Regions from separate parts of the Pan troglodytes genome. Here region 2 is linked to region 1. The links are chromatin contacts, called in public Hi-C maps. All regions are on one chromosome and are shown on one strand. The core of a region is the stretch at or near the end of the contact, and the rest is flanking DNA. Distances in the headings are between cores, read along the strand shown. Region 1 holds the start of ZIC1 (Zic family member 1). Region 2 overlaps LOC736130 (a long non-coding RNA gene).

Region 1 (3,294 bases), core at 374-2,873:
TCCGAACGCGGGCTGGTCACCTGGCCGTACTGCTCCGGTCGCGGGTACATGTCCCCCGAGAAGCCGAGCCTCATCTGCCCGTTGACCACGTTAGGCGACGCGTGGCCGGCAGCCTGCTCGTGAAGCCCGGGGAAGAGGAGGTGGCCCGCGGCGTCCGTGTGGCCGTGTGGGCCCCCGAAGCCCCCGGCCGATGCAGCAAAGAGGCTGTGCTGTGCGCTGGCTGCCGCCGCCGCGTCGCCAAAACCCCGGTTGCGGAACAGAAAGTCCCGCGTGGAGTTGAAGGCTGCGCTGGAATAGGAGCCGACGTGGCCCGGGTGATGGTGATGGCCCAGGGCCGCAGCAGCCGCGTAGCCTGGCGCCTGCGACGTGAAGGCCGTCTGGCCGGCCGAAGCCAGCTCGTGCGAACTGGGGTTGAGCTTGAAGGCGCCCATGCCGTCGGCGAACGGGTTGATGCCCAGGCCCACGTCTCTTTCGGCCACGTCGCCCGCGGAGTGGTGGCGGGACGCGCCAAAGGTGGTCACGCCGATCGCTGGGTACTGGGGGCCGGCGTCCAGGAGCATCGTGGCTGCTCGGGGCGAGCCCCGGCCTCCCCCGCCCCCCCCACCCTCGCCAGCCGAGGAGGGAAAATCGGGAGGAGGAGGAGGAACAAGAGGAGGAGGAAGAGGAGGAAGAAGAGGAGGAGGGAGGGGGAGTCGACCCACCTCGCGAAGTCCTAGCCTGCAGGCAATGGCGCGGCGCGCCCGGGCGCTGGCCGGGCCAAACGCAAAGTAGCCGGACGGCTGCGGGCCGCGAGTAACGCAGGCTCCAGCGCCCGCCAGGCAGATTCTGCCGGCCCGGCTCGCACTTTCTCGCCGCTCAGTCTCTGCCGAGAGGGCCGCGCGTCAAGGCTGCCCGGGGAAAGGCATGGAGCATCTCAGCCCCCCCAAAAAAACTTCCTCCTGGATTTGTAGCATAGAGGAATGTGAGCGCCAGTGCCGCGACTGCTTCGCCCTCTCTCCGCCTCGCGCAGCGCGCCCCTCCTTACTTCTCCACTAGCCCCTCGCCCTTTCTTTTCTCTCTCTCTCCTTTCTCTCACGCTCGCCTCCTCGCTCCTTCACTCTCCGTTTTTCCCTCTCTGCTTTTTGCAAAAAAAAAAAAAAAAAAAAAAAAAAAAAAAAAAGTGGGTGGGGGGAGAAGAAAGAAAGAAAATGCCAAAGAAAAGGCGCAAATCATGCACAATATTGTCTTTTGCGGTTTATCTTCCTGGGGAGAAACTTTCACCTCCTCAGCCGGGCGGTGAGCGCGAGACTGATAGCAGCAATCATTCCTGCAGATAAATGAATTGAAAGGACGACACCGTCCCCCCCTTGATGAATGGGAGCAGGGGGGAGGTGTCACGTGCTGCCGACGCTGGCGCCCATTGGTGCGTCCGCATTCCCCCCGCCCTCAGCCGCCGCGCCAACGGAGGGCGCGCCGAGGCGCCGCGCGCAGCTCATTGGCCCGCCCGCCTCATCAATCCCAGGTATTGTAAAGCGCTTGACATCCCCTTTTGACAAACCAGGGCTGCCAGAAGTAGCAACTTTTTTTTTAGCCAAATTTTTTCCCTCTTCTCACGGAATTTTTTTTTCTTTTTTCTTTTCTTTCTTTCTTTTTTTTTTTTTTTTTTTTGCCACGATTACTTTTCCTTCTCACAGTCATATGCATTCCTCTTCCTCCCTTGCCCTCCCGCACCCCGGCGCTGCCCTTCCCGAAAACAACTCTTCGCTGAGCGATTAGAGACTTCGGACGTCTCCGGGTGCAGCAGGCGGGGATGGGGCTGGTAAACACAGCAAAGGCACTTCCAGAATGTCCCGATTCAGCAACTTTCTTTTCTTTCTTCCCCCTTCCCCCCTCCCTTCAAGGGCAGCAAAAGAGGCTTTTGTTATTTGCTCCTTTTGAAGTTTGTTTCCCTCTTGCTTTGTCCCCCTCCTGTTTATAATTTAAGATCTTGGGAGCACACGGGCACTATGCTCTCTTTACAAAAAATGTAATTTCTCAGTGTAACCGGTAGCCTCTGTATTTCTCGCTTTTATCTAATCAGACTTCCGGCACCACCGCACCCCCCTCCCCGAAAACATACACACACACACACACACTTACACACACAGGTGGATGAAAGCGCTTAAGTTCCCAGGTTATTGAGGTTTGAATTTTTTAATGGCAAATTTGAAACGTTGTTGCCAGTTTCCTTTACTTTTTCTCTCTCTTGCGTTATTTTTCTGTTTTCTGCCTTTCCGTTGTCTCCTTCGACTGCCCCCGCTAACCCTGTCTCTCCTCACTCCTGTTCCCTACTTGGGCCCCTTTCATTCAGGTAAAACTGTAAATTTCCCAATGCGCTATTGTTCCCTTGGGCTACCCAAAGCTCCCTAGAGATCCCCGAATACTTTTTTGGTATTTAAATCCCCAATAGATAGGACCAATGTAAATTTTGTGACATTCAAACCTTTTCTAGTTCACAAATCAGTCACCCTTGTCACAGTTATTGAAATTCCGCAACTCGCCACACCAGGACGGTGGAAAAAGCGGGCGCGGTCTTTGTTGCCGACCAGGCTTTTGATCGCCAGAGAAAATTTACTTACCTTCAGATGAGTGAGCAGAAAAAGAAATAACACTCCCTTTGATTTAGTTAGGAAAATGCAGACATTTGGATTCAGTGCAAACATACAACACTCGCTTGTTTTCGCGATGCGGCCCTCGATTAACCTGTCTTTGCCTAGCGCAAAGTCTATTCAACAACTGCGCGTAGTTTCTTTTTGTCCCTTCCACAAAGAGCCATTGACTATATATTAAAATGATTGTTGAAAGGTAGGGGAGTATGGTACTTAAAAGCAGGAAAAAAAAATCCCTGTGACTCAATCAATTAAGCCGAGCAACATTTATGCATTTCAAAAAATGCACGCGGATGCGGGGGGTTGTGGGGACGAAGGTTGCATTTCTCCGCAGCTCTGTTTAAAACCCAGCAGTCCTGGCCGAGGGTTTAGCTGAAGCGTCTGCATATTCATTAGGTCTAATTATTTTCTAGTAAGGAAAACACAAAAAGCCAAGAGTCGGAATCCTTCAATTTACCCTTTGTTTCTAACTTCATTTGGCTTCTTTGCAGCTGAATCAAAGCCCTAAACTCTTTTTCCAAACAAAGAAACCTCAACTCATCCTTTCATAGGCGGCCCGGTTAGGAAACTCACCGTGCCCCAGCGAGAGGAAAATGAAAATGAATATATTTTTTGCCCTGACGCCAGCGCTGACTGCACGGGCTGGAGGAAGGCAGGGTCAGCGTCC
Region 2 (3,294 bases), core at 544-3,043, 540 kb before region 1:
AGAGACAGAAATAAAATGAAATAAAATTCAAATTGAGTGCTTTGAAAATACAATGTTTATTTAAAAGCACATAGTGCAAAACTTTTCATGAATGTGTTCTTCACAAACTAACCATTCTATCTCCCACCCCAATCAACATCTGCCATTTCAAAGAAGGTATCCCAAGATTAAAATTTGACTGGAGTTGGGGCCGGGCGCAGGGGCTCACGCCTGTAACCCCAGCACTTTGGGAGGCCAAGGCGAGTGGAACAAAAGGTCAGGCGATCTAGACCATCCTGGCTGACACGGTGAAACCCCGTCTCTACTAAAAATACAAAAAAATTAGCCAGGCGTGGTGGGGGGCGCCTGTAGTCCCAGCTACTCCGGAAGCTGAGGCAGGAGAATGGCGTGAATCCGGAAGGCGGAGCTTGCAGTGAGCCGAGATAGCGCCACGGCACTCCAGCCTGGGCGACAGAGCGGGACTCCATTTCAAAAAAAAAAAAGAAGCTTTGACTGGAGTCAAGAATTTTAATTTTACTCCTGAATCTGACATTGACCAGTACAATGAATGATATTGGATAAATCATATTTTGGACTTCGGTTATTCATGTGATTTGGACTATTATAGTGCCTGTGCATTAAAAATAATTTAAATTGTATATGAGAATCCAGTGAGTCTCATCAGGGCAAAACCATGCAAAGAAGTTAAGAATTTATTTTGTGTCTTTTCAACTCCCTCTTCAGTCACATAGGTTTCTCTTTGATGTCTTCATCCAGTATAGCTCTTAGTAGAGACTCAGTACGTGTTAGGTCTTTTCTTCACTTCCATGTTCTAGTGCCTCTATCCCTTTGCTACACCGAGCTTCTCATTGTAAACGCCACCGTTGTAAACTCCACCAAGGCCAAAGAAATTACCTTGGGCAGGATCCTAAAATTCAAATATCTCTTTTGCAGCTGCTCTATTTACTAGGTGTTAGGGTAATTTGTTTTACCATGTGGGACTTGTGCCTCTATTGATATTAATAGTAAACAACAGGCTTACAGTTGTCACCCTTCCAAAGGATATTTTTTATTTCAATAGAAGTGTCTTACCATTATTCAAAGGAATTGGTATCTAAAAATGAGACTGAGGGCCCTACCACAGAGAGGCTTCAGGCTAGTTAGAGGAATATTTGGGAAACATGGAAAAAAATAATAATTTAGGTTTTCTAGAGCCTATCTAACTGTAATCAAACATGAGTTTTTAATCAATGACAAATTATTTTGATACTTAAAACCTTGAGTGAGCATTTGATTAATATCCCCTGCCTGTTAACTTTTTCATTGTTTTTATTGTCATTTTATAAACTGGGATTTGAACTTGTTTGGACTGGTTTTCTCCCTCGTTTTAAGGGGAAGGGAGGGAGAGTAAGTGAAGAGGGGAAAGGTTGTGCTTCTAGCAAGCATGACTAGATTTCAGAATTGTTTCTGTAACTAGAGAGAGAATATGCTTGCAGGTATTCCAGGCTATAGCTCTCTCAAAGATCTTCCCACATGGCTTGCTTAGCTTTTACTTTCATTTTGTATTAAACAAAAAGTCATTTGAGGGCTATTTAATGCTCTGGTTTGCGTTTTCCAATACCAGATAAAAGTTAAACAGATGAACCATTTGGGGGGTAAGGATTGGGAAATCCACGGCTGCTAAAATGCTTTAAAGTTTCAAAATGGTTTTGTTTTTTTAAACCCATTTTCCATGTTCCAGCAGCTGTGGGTTTTCCCAGGGCTCCCCCTGTGGCTCAAAAGGGAGCTGCTTAATGCTTAACAGATGAGCCAATTGAGTTTTTAAATGCAAAATTAAACTTAAAGTGCACAAAGAGCACAGGGGAATCCACAGCCAAGAATAGACTGGAGGAGGAGAGTGAGCTGCGAGCATAGTGCTGTGGGGAGACACAGACTCATCTACTGCAACCAGCAGCGACTGGGGGGATGGTACAGGCACGTTTATCTTTTTACCATTCCTCCAACAGGCTGCCGTTATACTCCATAGTACCAAAAGTTTTCTTTGTAACTACTGGTTTTATGTATATTTATATGATGTGTCTATTTTTAAGAGCGAAAAAGAGAAATAAGAAAGAAAGGAAGGAAGGAAAGAAAGAAAAAGAAAGAAAGAAAGAAAGGAAGGAAGGAAGGAAGGAAAGAAAGAAAGAAAGAAAGAGAAAGAAAGAAAGGAAAGATCAGCTCTGTAAAATAGGAGGACAAACATGTTTTGCTCTCCACCAGGTTTGTTCTGCCAGTGATAGTGAGAGAATTTGGTCCCCTCAGCATTATTTTTCCGCTCAGGTTCCTAGGTGCCTTGCTTCCTATGTCGCAGACACCCTTACCAGATCTGGATTCTCAGAACCTTCTACTTTGAACATGAGGAGCTGCGATGATTGTAAACTTTGGTTGAAACACTATTTGCCAAATCACTGGATAAACTGTTTTGTCATTCGTCTGAATATTTGAACATAAAAAAAAAATGGATTTTTACTTTTTTTTTTTGAGACAGAGTCTAGCTCTGTCGCTAGGCTGGAGTGCAGTGGCGGTTCACTGCAACCTCTGCCTCCTAGGTTCAAGTGATTCTCCTGCCTTAGCTTCCTGAGCAGCTGCCCACCTTGGCCTCCAAAAGTGCTGGGATTACAGGCGTGAGCCACTGTGCCTGCCTAAAGCACCAGATTTTGATGCCTAAAAAAAAAGTTTCGATTAACATTTTGGCCAACTTCGTGACAAGTCTCTGATTAAAAACCAATCATTCTAACACCTTTAAAAATAAAACCTCCCGCCGGGCGCGGTGGCTTACGCCTGTAATCCCAGCACTTTGGGAGGCTGAGGAGGGTGGATCACTTGAGGTCAGGAGTTCGAGACCAGCCTGGCCAACATGGGGAAACCCCATTTCTACTGAAAATAGAAAAATTAGCCAGGCATGGTGGCACATGCCTGTAATCTCAGCTACTTGGCAGGCTGAGACAGGAGAATCGCTTGAACCCGGAAGGCGGAGGTTGCAGTGAGCAAAGATCGTGCCATTGCACTCCAGCCTGGGCAATAAGAGCGAGACTCTGTCTCAAAAAAATAATAATAAATAAAAATAAAGCCCTATTTTAATTGTGCAAGTGCTTTATTTATACAGGGGCTCCCAACATCATCAAGACTAAAATATCATTGGTGCAATTTCTTTCATTGAAGATGACAAAAGTAACTGTTGAATTCCAAATCATGGAAATCTGTTTGAAAGCCAATTTCATAATATTTCAATACGTTTTTCATAGCAATATGTACATTGACATTCCAGAACGGGAT

What was found. Hi-C and Micro-C count contacts between places; a contact is called where the count stands out from the background.
Region 2: a Hi-C map of stem cell-derived neural progenitor cells shows a contact between it and region 1, with 3 times the contacts expected there. The contact joins the enhancer-like site here to the promoter of ZIC1 in region 1. A contact is called at or near these places in 1 of 7 Hi-C or Micro-C datasets (stem cell-derived neural progenitor cells) and 1 of 1 datasets of contacts at active chromatin or transcription factors (stem cell-derived excitatory neurons).

Annotation. Positions count from the first base shown.
Region 1 is chr2:150,598,117-150,601,410 of NHGRI_mPanTro3-v2.0_pri, reverse strand. It overlaps ZIC1 (Zic family member 1), which reads right to left and starts at 1,623. Exons shown (of 3, transcript XM_516806.8): 1 at 1-1,623. The coding sequence starts at 560.
Region 2 is chr2:151,135,935-151,139,228 of NHGRI_mPanTro3-v2.0_pri, reverse strand. All of the region lies in intron 1 of LOC736130 (a long non-coding RNA gene), which reads right to left. Among named protein-coding and RNA genes, the nearest start is that of ZIC1, 540 kb to the right of the region's middle. Within about 2 kb of position 1,793, at least 12 of the 24 cell types and tissues checked have an H3K27ac peak or open chromatin away from gene starts, as enhancers often do. A contact at or near this core is called in stem cell-derived neural progenitor cells, where this site is marked.